2 separate regions of the Drosophila melanogaster genome follow, and region 1 is linked to region 2. The links are chromatin contacts, called in public Hi-C maps. All regions are on one chromosome and are shown on one strand. The core of a region is the stretch at or near the end of the contact, and the rest is flanking DNA. Distances in the headings are between cores, read along the strand shown. Region 1 overlaps CG32432. Region 2 has its middle 24 kb from the start of lncRNA:CR46326.

Evidence for each region. Hi-C and Micro-C count contacts between places; a contact is called where the count stands out from the background.
Region 1: a Hi-C map of the Kc167 cell line shows a contact between it and region 2, with 2.2 times the contacts expected there. A contact is called at or near these places in 15 of 107 Hi-C or Micro-C datasets (the Kc167 cell line, the PNm cell line, the S2 cell line and 5 more).

What each region holds. Positions count from the first base shown.
Region 1 is chr3L:20,866,182-20,870,782 of dm6, reverse strand. All of the region lies in intron 2 of CG32432, which reads left to right. Among named protein-coding and RNA genes, the nearest start is that of CG32432, 17 kb to the left of the region's middle.
Region 2 is chr3L:20,579,418-20,584,471 of dm6, reverse strand. No RefSeq gene overlaps it. Among named protein-coding and RNA genes, the nearest start is that of lncRNA:CR46326, 24 kb to the right of the region's middle.

The DNA of each region.
Region 1 (4,601 bases), core at 2,058-4,557, 290 kb before region 2:
GTTCATACAATACATTTTTGTTAGTTTTCAAATTGAATTTTATACATTTTATTTTGTCAAACTAAATTTTCATAATTGTCTTCTGCTCTTTTAAACTAAATTGTATTCTTTTGTTAGCGATTTATAAGCAAGAATTTAGATTTATATGCCATTTAATAAGAAATATTTTATATGTTCACAAACAGTACATTTTGCTGAGATGTTTTAGCTGATACCAATAAATTTATTGCTTGTCATTTAAGCAATTGTGAATGTGACTTTACTTATATAATGGCATCTTGATCTTAAAACGTATTTTAAACTTTCAATTCGACTCTTCACTTCCATTTAAGTTGCACACACCATTAATCTAAAGAGAGTGAAATTTAGTGATGGTTTCAATATCAATGGCATGACCATTTTATTGTTGAGAAACTGCAATTTTCTGCCAAAAAAATTTCCATTCAGTTGCTTCAAAGAAATTCATGGTTTGGCATTTCCGCAATTTTGAATGCCATTTTATGGCCATAACTCAAGCGGCAGAGACTGCAGTTTTGGCTTTGCTGTTGACCACAAAATGCCAGAGAGCGTCAAGCTGAGTTATGGTCAACGATCGCATCTGGAAAGCCCCAGGAAAGCGCCGGAAAATCCCCACACCCCCTCTTTAAATCACAATGATTGCATGCGTGCGAGCGTGCGTGAGTGAGTGTGTTTTCCTGATTGATGGCTCTACTTGGTGCTAACTAAACGGATTTGAGCCGCCCTTCCCTCCTGCCTTCTTCCTCCTTTCGCATACGTCCTCTAATTCGCATTACCCATTTTACCACTTGGCCCAAAGAAGATGCCGCACTGCCATTGGTAAATTGCTTTAGCCATTCTGCTCATGCTTTTCCGGATGCCTCTTTTTAGTCGCCCATTTCGGTGCTTAAATTTAATTTCCCCTGCGTTTCTTTGGGCCAGGGCTTTTGAATTTCGGTATTTGCATTTTCCGGTGCGAGACGAGGCCCAGTTTCCTTTTCTGGCTCAGTTAATGAGCTGAGTGAGTACTTACACAAAATTAAGTGTTGTCCCACTTCAGTCTTCGGCCGACTTGACGGGGGAAACTCACACACACACGGCATAAAGGAAATGAAAATGGAAAAGCTGCGCACAACACAAACAAGAAGTCGCAGCGACAACTTGAAGAAGGAAGACTTGCTCCCGTCCCGAATCTCATTCTCGTTCTCATTCTCATTCTCTTTCTCAATCTCAAGCTCCAACTTGAAGTCTTTTTTCCTGCCCTTCTCCTCGGTTGTCTCTTTGTGCAAATCATCATAAAGTTGGAGATAAGTTTTCTCTTTCTATTCGAAAAAAAAGGAAAACATAGGATATAATGCGAGCTCCTTCTCTGAAGGATACCCTCTTTTTCATGCAGCAATATACGTATACTGAATTTGGTTGAAATTTTATAGTTTACCGAATTGTTAATCGTAAATTAGGAGCATTGAAAATACAATGCAAAAACATTTTATCACGTTTATCAATAGATCAGTTTTTAAGCACTATAAAGAGGCCTGTATATTTCTATAAAGCGATCAACGAATAATTTAATATATTTTTGGATTGGAGAAAAGTATAGCCTTTTCTATGACGAACGAAGACATCTTAGTTTATATATGACATAAGCTCCAACCTTTACATAAAACACCAATATACCTTCGGTACTGCACAATCCACAGGGTATGCAAGGAAAATACGGGGAAAATGGGCAGTGGTTGGTCACAGGAGAGGAGCACGGGAGTTGGGGATGGGGTCGCAACGCGACAGGAAACAGGCTTCAGCGACAGGCGACATCGGCAACAACAAATGAGAATGTTTGTTATCCTGCATGCGTGTGTGGGTGGGAGTTGCTTGGGTGGGCAAATGGTAAATGCTAGGTGGGTGGATGGCGAGGGGGCGCCTTTCTGAGTAGGGCACAAACAACTTTTCGTTGTTTGCCTGACAGTTGGGCCCGTGTTCTCTACTTATTTCTACCTCCACCTCCCGCAGTGGCACCACCCGAATATCCCGGTGTCGGAACAAGCTGATGCCCGAAAAATTTACAACATTTTAGGGCAGTTTACAACGGTGGCTGGCAGGCGGCTCACCGACACACAGACTAATTCAATAAATGCACGTGGCCAGGATGCAGGACACGTAGCCCGAAAAAGTTGACATAAATCTGCATAAAATATTCGCATATGCAAAAACTTCCATCACCATCGGCAAAGAAGAAGCTTAACTGGCATGTTTGCCAACTCGTGAAAGGGGTGTAGGGAGATGGTGGCTTAGGTGGCTAACCAAGGTTCTCTGGCTCCAGGACCTGTGCTATCATTGCAACTGCTGCTCGGCAGGTCCTTTGCCGAGCATTATGCATGACAGCCATTGAGAAATCTGTAAAAATTATGCAAATACATTTCACCAATCACTTAACTGCGAAATGCGGGGGACGCAGAAAGTTGCGATGAGTTGAAGGATCCTGGATGACGAAGTGGCAACCTGTGTGTGGGTCTGGTCTCTAAGGGCATGCAGTGAACATTTCACCAGGGCGTAAAATGCGTGTACTCACCGGAGGATGCAGACATTACCAAAATAGACGAAAAGCATCGCGACCCTGATTATGTTGTTGAACTGTAACGTCACTCACTCGTTAGCCTGAGTAATGTTTGCACTCCCTTTGGCCATAAGTTGTGTATCGGAAAATACGGTGTCTATTCAAGGGAGTTGGTTAGAATTTTCTTTCGTTATAGCTAAGAAAATTTAAAAGAAACGTCGTCAATGAATAGAAGTAAATAGAGGAAGATTTCTTTGAAACTAAAAACGCTGGGGATGCAGTTTATTCACAAGGGGTAAGTTAATGAGTTTTATTGACTTTTACAGTATACAGAAATAGATATTTTTCAGAAATCCTTTTGACCAAGCTATGTAGCTTACGCTGCTTGTTTTCATCTATCATATAAAAGGGGTTATAGTTAGGGTTAAATATCAATTAAAACAAAAAATACTTCTGTTCCAGTTGAATTTCCTTTGAAAATACCTTTTCCTTTCCCATCTGATAACATCCTAATTAGAGAAAGAAAAGCATATTTCACTCTCTGTGCCGTAAACGGTTCTTCCTCAAATTACGGCAAATATCCACCTCATCTCTGCTCATTTTCCTGGTTTTCCTCGATTTTCCAGCACTCGGCAGGAATGACAGTCACCAGGCCAAGCGGGTAAACAAATTCAAGGCGAAATTGATGACATGGCATGCCAAGCAAACAGCACACACACACACACACACATACTCACCCACTGAAATGTCCTCACACACTTACAGCTAGCTACACACACACACACGTCAGCTGGTTGATATTGCCATCCTTATCGCCGGGAAAGTCAACGTCGTTGAAGGAAAAGCAGCTCCCCATTTCCCAGCGCTGACAATTTTTACAGAATTTGGATTAAGTGGACTTTGCTGTCGACATGCTAGCGCAGTTTTGACGAGCAGGCGGCTGCCAGTTTTCCGGGGGAAAGTTCTTCGGAGTTTTCCCACTGCTTTGCATGCCGACGTGTTTGCCAGCTGGAAAGGTGGTAAGGCCGAGAAGAGGTGGGTGTGGAAACTCGGTCGATAGGAACAAGTTGACATTTCCTTGGTGGCTGCAAATATTTGCTTACGTGTCAATAACCCGTCCAGTGATTTATTTCATATTTGGCTTGGGTGCTGGTCGTCCTGCGGAATAGTTTCCACGCTGCGGCTGTCATTGACATTTGATATTCATTGTCAGTTGTGTGTGTAGTTTTCCAAAGGGTTTTCCTTTATGCACGCTTTTTTATGCACGCCGCCATACATTTTTCATGGCATACTTATGAGGGCAAAGGCCCATCGGCAGACGCTTTTGTCCTTAAAGCCACATAAATTGTCCTCGAGGAGGGCGGGGGGGAACAAGGTTTCGGGGATACGGAAAGGACTTTGCAGCTGTTCTGGGTGAAAAATGCTCAATCAAGCGTTAGGAACCTTATCGCATACACAGAGAAAATGACCCTAATTTAACAGTTATTGTTTATTAGACATAACTCAACATATATAAGGTCCTTTAAAGCACATTACTTAGTCGTGCTTTGGTAAAGAAATTCAGTAAAATATTTTCATATATTTTTTTTTAACTTTTAAATGAATTCCATCATACAAATCCCAAGGTCCTTTTCTCTTCTTCTGAGCTTAAGGATATATATGTGGGCATCATCATAACCTCTGCTGTCTGCAGCTTGCGCTGGGATAAAAAACATTCCTTGCCTGATTTGATTTAAACGTTTTACTTCCACAGACAGTGGAAATGAAAAGGGGCAAGCCGGAAAACGGGGGGAAGTGGGAAGGCGGGGGCCGCAGTGGAAACTCCGCGAATTGGGAGAGCCTGGTTCGACATGGTTTATTCATGCAGCAGTCGCATTATGCAAATAGCTCTCGACTAGCACTTGAAATTTGATTTTTTTATTCTTCTCCCAAATTCTACTTCGATTTCTCTTTGCCATTTGTTGCAAAATTCTGAAAGCATGCCACTTTGCGCCGACAAAAAAAAAACGGCTCTGTGGGTGGGCCATTCATCCGCCCTTTGGCCAAAAGT
Region 2 (5,054 bases), core at 2,437-4,936:
GACAACCAGCCAACTTACCCACCTACCAAAACCAAAACCAAAACCAAAACCAAAACCAAAACCGAAGCCCAAAGCCCAAAGCCGAACCACCATACGGGCCTAGAAAATTGTGCAAATTTTTCGTACAGGTAGAACACAAACACAGCACAATGGAGGAAAACGGCAGGAAAAGCTGGAAAAATGGATGAAAACCAAAACTCGTTAGAGTCTGCGTGTGAGAGCCAGAGTCCAAGTCGAAGTTGAAGATGCGGCCTAAGACGAAACCGAAGCGGAGCACTCAGAATAAAGTTGCAACAAATAGAATAAAATGAAGAGCAATACTCTAGGAAAAATGTAAGCCTTCTTTTAAGGACTATAGATTTAGAATATAGGGTTCCAAATTTTTTGATTTTAATATTTAAAAATATATTTAGATAGTAGGTAGCACCGATTTTTCTAAGTGCCCCAAGCTAACCCGAAATGAACCGAACCGGTGTCCACTGGCCAACAACATTGCATTATTTCACCAAATCATTTCATGCCACATTAATCCACTTTACCACCACCATCACCATCATCATCACCATCGCCGCCACCAACAACACCGCCACCACCACCATCAGCACCGCCAAGTGGTGCAGCAGAGGATCTGGCCAAATCTTGGGAACTTTCCTGACCAGCAACACGATCATGATGACGACGACGACGACGTGTGCCTAGAGGGTGTCAATTGTTGCATATGAAAAATTCGCAATTTGGGGTTGCCATGTGCTGGGAGTTGCTATTGCCATTGCTGTTGAAGTCGGAGTCGGAGTCGGAATGGGGCTCAATTTACTATTAGCGTGACTTTTGGGTTAGTTTTTCTATTCGTCATGCAAGGCATCGCTTATTGGCAGGCATTTTCCGTCTCGTACAGCCATTTCCATACTACGGGCCAAATGGCCCCCGACTCTTAAGTGCTTTATAGCATCAAGTGATCTTCTCTATAAATTCAAATTGGAAACACAAAAATGGGCATTAAAAAATTTGGGAAAGGAGCACTAAAGGTTTATGCGTACACGGTAGTAAAAGAGGCACATGTGAAATCGAGATCAGGATTAGATGTTTCATTTGAATGGGTGCCAATAAAGAAATATATTTTAAAAAATTCTCAAATATTTCTTTCTTACATACTTTAGCTCACAGACACTTAGTGCAACGTAATCAATTACCATCACTCCAGAATGAGATCATTATTCAAGTGCAATCTCTGGGCAAAAACGACCAATGATAAACGATGCACTGCGCAATCAAAGTAGAAGAGGAGCCAACTCGATCGATCCTGCAAGTTGTACCAACTTGATGATCCCCATGATGATGATGAATGTAGAACAACAGCCAAACTGCATTACGAGCTGATTGATCGCTTAAAAGGTTTTATTAAGTCATAGCCGCGATCAGTTTCCCTTTTTGCCATTTTATTTAAGTTGCTACGGAGCCCGCGTCTGGTGATCATATGTAATTTATTTGTCATATCACGTGTTAAACATTTAACAACTCATGGGCTAGGCCAGCTCCTCCGCCCGTCCCGCCGATCGGGCGGACTTCATATCAACCACTATAACCGGAGGCACAAGTGCACAAGACCAAGTCGAAGTCGGTGCAGAAATCGAATAAAAAATAAAAATAAGTCGCGGCTATAAAGAACGAGCAGGGGAGAGATGGAAACATTTGCACAGAGATCAATCTTGTGGCTGCAGAAAGAAAACCCAGGCAATAAGTCAAAACAATGGCCTGTCGCCAATGTCGTCGTCCTGAGAGTTGTGTTTGTGCACTGATAAAAACCAGAGTTTCAAACTTAAGTTTCTCAAACTTATTATATTTAAGAAGATTGTATTTTCTGAGGACTTTTCATGAGGATACTACTTTTTCTTGCCTAACTTTAGGGGCCATCTTTATGGGAATAACTTCATAACCAATCGAATATATTTTCAATAAATCGAAATTCATACCTCAGATCTCTATTTATCGCTCAGTATTCCCCATTTATATTAAGGTACTGTTGATTCTTTCGAGTGCAGTCTGGGTTTCAGATGTCGGTTCATCGGCGTTTCCCCCTTTGGCAGTCAGTCAACCCCACGAAGATTAGCCTTGACTCTGGGCAATGCTAAACGAGCTGAATGAGTCGGGAATGAGACAGTAATGGGCTTCTTTAGTTGAGATACAAGACAACCAGAAAGGGGTCGTGGGTGGGTGGAATTGGACGGTTGTCGTGGCAGATGTGGTAAATGTGGTAACAGCGGACGACACTGATTGTGAGTCGTCAAGCCGGAGTACCCGAACGGAGGAGATGGACTGGCCGATAGGAGGAGACCAGTCCTCTGGCGACTGGAGAATGTGTGCGCTAGAAAGTGAGACAGGAGGTCAGGTTGCTTAACTTGGCCAGGTGAATGGAGTGGAGTGGAGTGGAAAGCCTGGTAGTCCTTGTAGGGTCATCATAGCGGCTGCTCCTTAACCGCGATTCGGGAAACACTATTAATTATGAAGATTTTGATAAATCGGCTGATTAGATGTTTACTTACTGTACTGTGTAAACCTTTACTACATTTACTTTATTTAAAAGCGAAATCTTTACAGAAAGTCACACTAGACAGCTGAACGATTTCAGGAGCCCAATCTTAGGCTAGCTATCAAATTACTAGTAAACTGTCCATAAATCTACCCGTTTAATCCTATTCTCAGAGAGATGAAAATCCTTTCTTTGACCTGACAGCCTTCCGCAAACGAAATTCAAGACTTACTTGCCGATTAAAAAGAAATGAGCAGGAAATCAATTTAAATAGCGCCATGTGCTCGCATCAGAAGTCAGAAATCGAGGCTTGCACAATGCCGGCGATTGGGGCCATAGCTGGCTGAATGGATGACAGGCAGGCACCACCGGGCGAGTTGAGGTGCAATTACACCTCGGTGGGGCAGGTGGTGCTCCTGGTACACGGATTCGGTGCGGGTCCAGTACACCGCTCCTGCTCGGCTTTGGTCATTCACACGTCTTGTTAGCGCGTCTTAATAAATTGCACGCAATCAACCTGCGCGCTTAGCTCCATTTAAGCGAGTCTGAGCGAGTAAATCTTGGTCAGCGCTGGCTGGGATCTCCAGATCTTACAGCTCACAGCATGTGGCTGGTCAGCGGGCACCTTTTACTCCAGTCGGACAGCTGTACAGCGGACGGACTATGGCTGGGGGGAAACGAAACCGATCGGATGGTAAGTAATTGATTGCGCTTCAATTGCAATTACCCGTGTGCAGAGGGGAGGAAAATCGGAGAGGGGCGCCACGCAAAAAAAAATACGAGTAAACTTGTGTAATTGTGGCGTAATAATGCGATTTCCAAGCGAAGACTTTGGGGCGACACCAATTTGCCTCGCTCCACCTGACACGCTAAAAAAAATTGTATCTTTGGTGTTTAATAACTGTGCAAACGCATTTCAATATTTTAAAGTTCTAAGATAATTTAAAATTGCCTGTTATATATATGCGACTTAAAATGTAATGTAAATTATTCTTTGCTTGCATTTAAAATTACTATTCTACACTATAAAGAGTTTTCCCACTTGACAAAGCCAAAAGATTTCAGTGCTAAGAAAGAAACCCAGATTTTGTGGATCGTGTGCGTGAGTGAGTGGCGCCACCTATGCATGCTCGTTGGACAACCTAAGCCAATAATATTTCCTGCATTTGTGGGCCTATTGCCGTTTCTACATATGTGCACTGTTCCCACGCACACTCGTGGCCAAAACGCCACTCGAGTGAAAAAGCACTCCAGGCAGCAACAACACCTCGCTTAGCTAAATTAAACTTCTTTATTTCAATTAAACGTCTGTCCAGCCAGTCTGTCTGCGTACCAGTCGCTTACTCGCACACTTTGTCATCGCCGAGCCCAAAATCCCAGGTTTTTTAGAAGTCTGAAAGTCTGAGATGTGTGTGGCACCGTGAGTTGAGCCGAGCTTCGGGGCCCAGCAGAAATAAAACGGTAACAACGCGAGCAGCACGTAAAGAGCTGAATCTGCAGCTCTGGGCCTGGTCTGCACTTTTGTATCTGTATCTGTAACTGCGTCTGCGTTTGGGGGCTTGGGCCTTTTGTCTGATTCCTGATTTGCTGCCTGTAACCTCACCTTTAACATCCCACATGCGTCGGCGACCAGAAACTTGTTAGATTGCCCCATAAGCTGAATCTGGATATGTGCCATGAGTCCCTTGGCTTTCACGTATGACATCAAGAAAGAGTTACGCAATTGAGTGACTGAATTGAAAGAGGTTTAATCATTACAAAGCTAGGAACCTAAAAATAGGGCAAAGTCAGTTATACAAATGATTTTTAATACTATACATTTAGGTTACGAATTCAGCCAGCAATACCTTGCAAACTTCATAGATCGGTGGTCTAGTTCACAGTTTGTTTTTCATTCATATATGTATATTTATATATATATTAATTTTTAACTAAAAAACATTTTCCGTAGAGTATTTTCCATTCTTTGTGTGACATTGTCTCGTCAATTGGCTTTTGTCTCGTTGCTCGAAACACGTCATGCGATTCAGGAGTTCTTCTCACCATCGCAAATGCAAATGATCGATAAATAAAATGGAAATATATAGATTTTTATTCGCCAATTTACATTGAGACCTTACCTTAGACAGATCAGATCAGAGTTCAACGATTATTATGATTGCCGTGCGGGCGTGAGCTGGCAAAGACAAATAAACCGCAGGAGCTACTGTGCTGCAAAGTCGCAAATTGGCTAAATGGGCGAAGGTGTGTATTTCAGGGCGTTTAATTAGCCGGGCCAAGCCTTGGGCTCATTCTGTGAACGCAGTGCGGCCAGAAACGCAAAAAAAAGGAATCAAAAAAGAAATACTTTGGGTGGCCAAACAGGAAGTTTGCCACACGCAATCAACATCAAGTCAAGAAACGAGACGAGATGAGCTGAGCTGAGATGAGATGAGAGGCCTGGGAGGCACTGCAGCGGGTTATGGAATCTGCGAGTGCGAAACAAAGTCCGCATCCAACTCCTAGTCCGGGTCTTGGCCCGGGCACA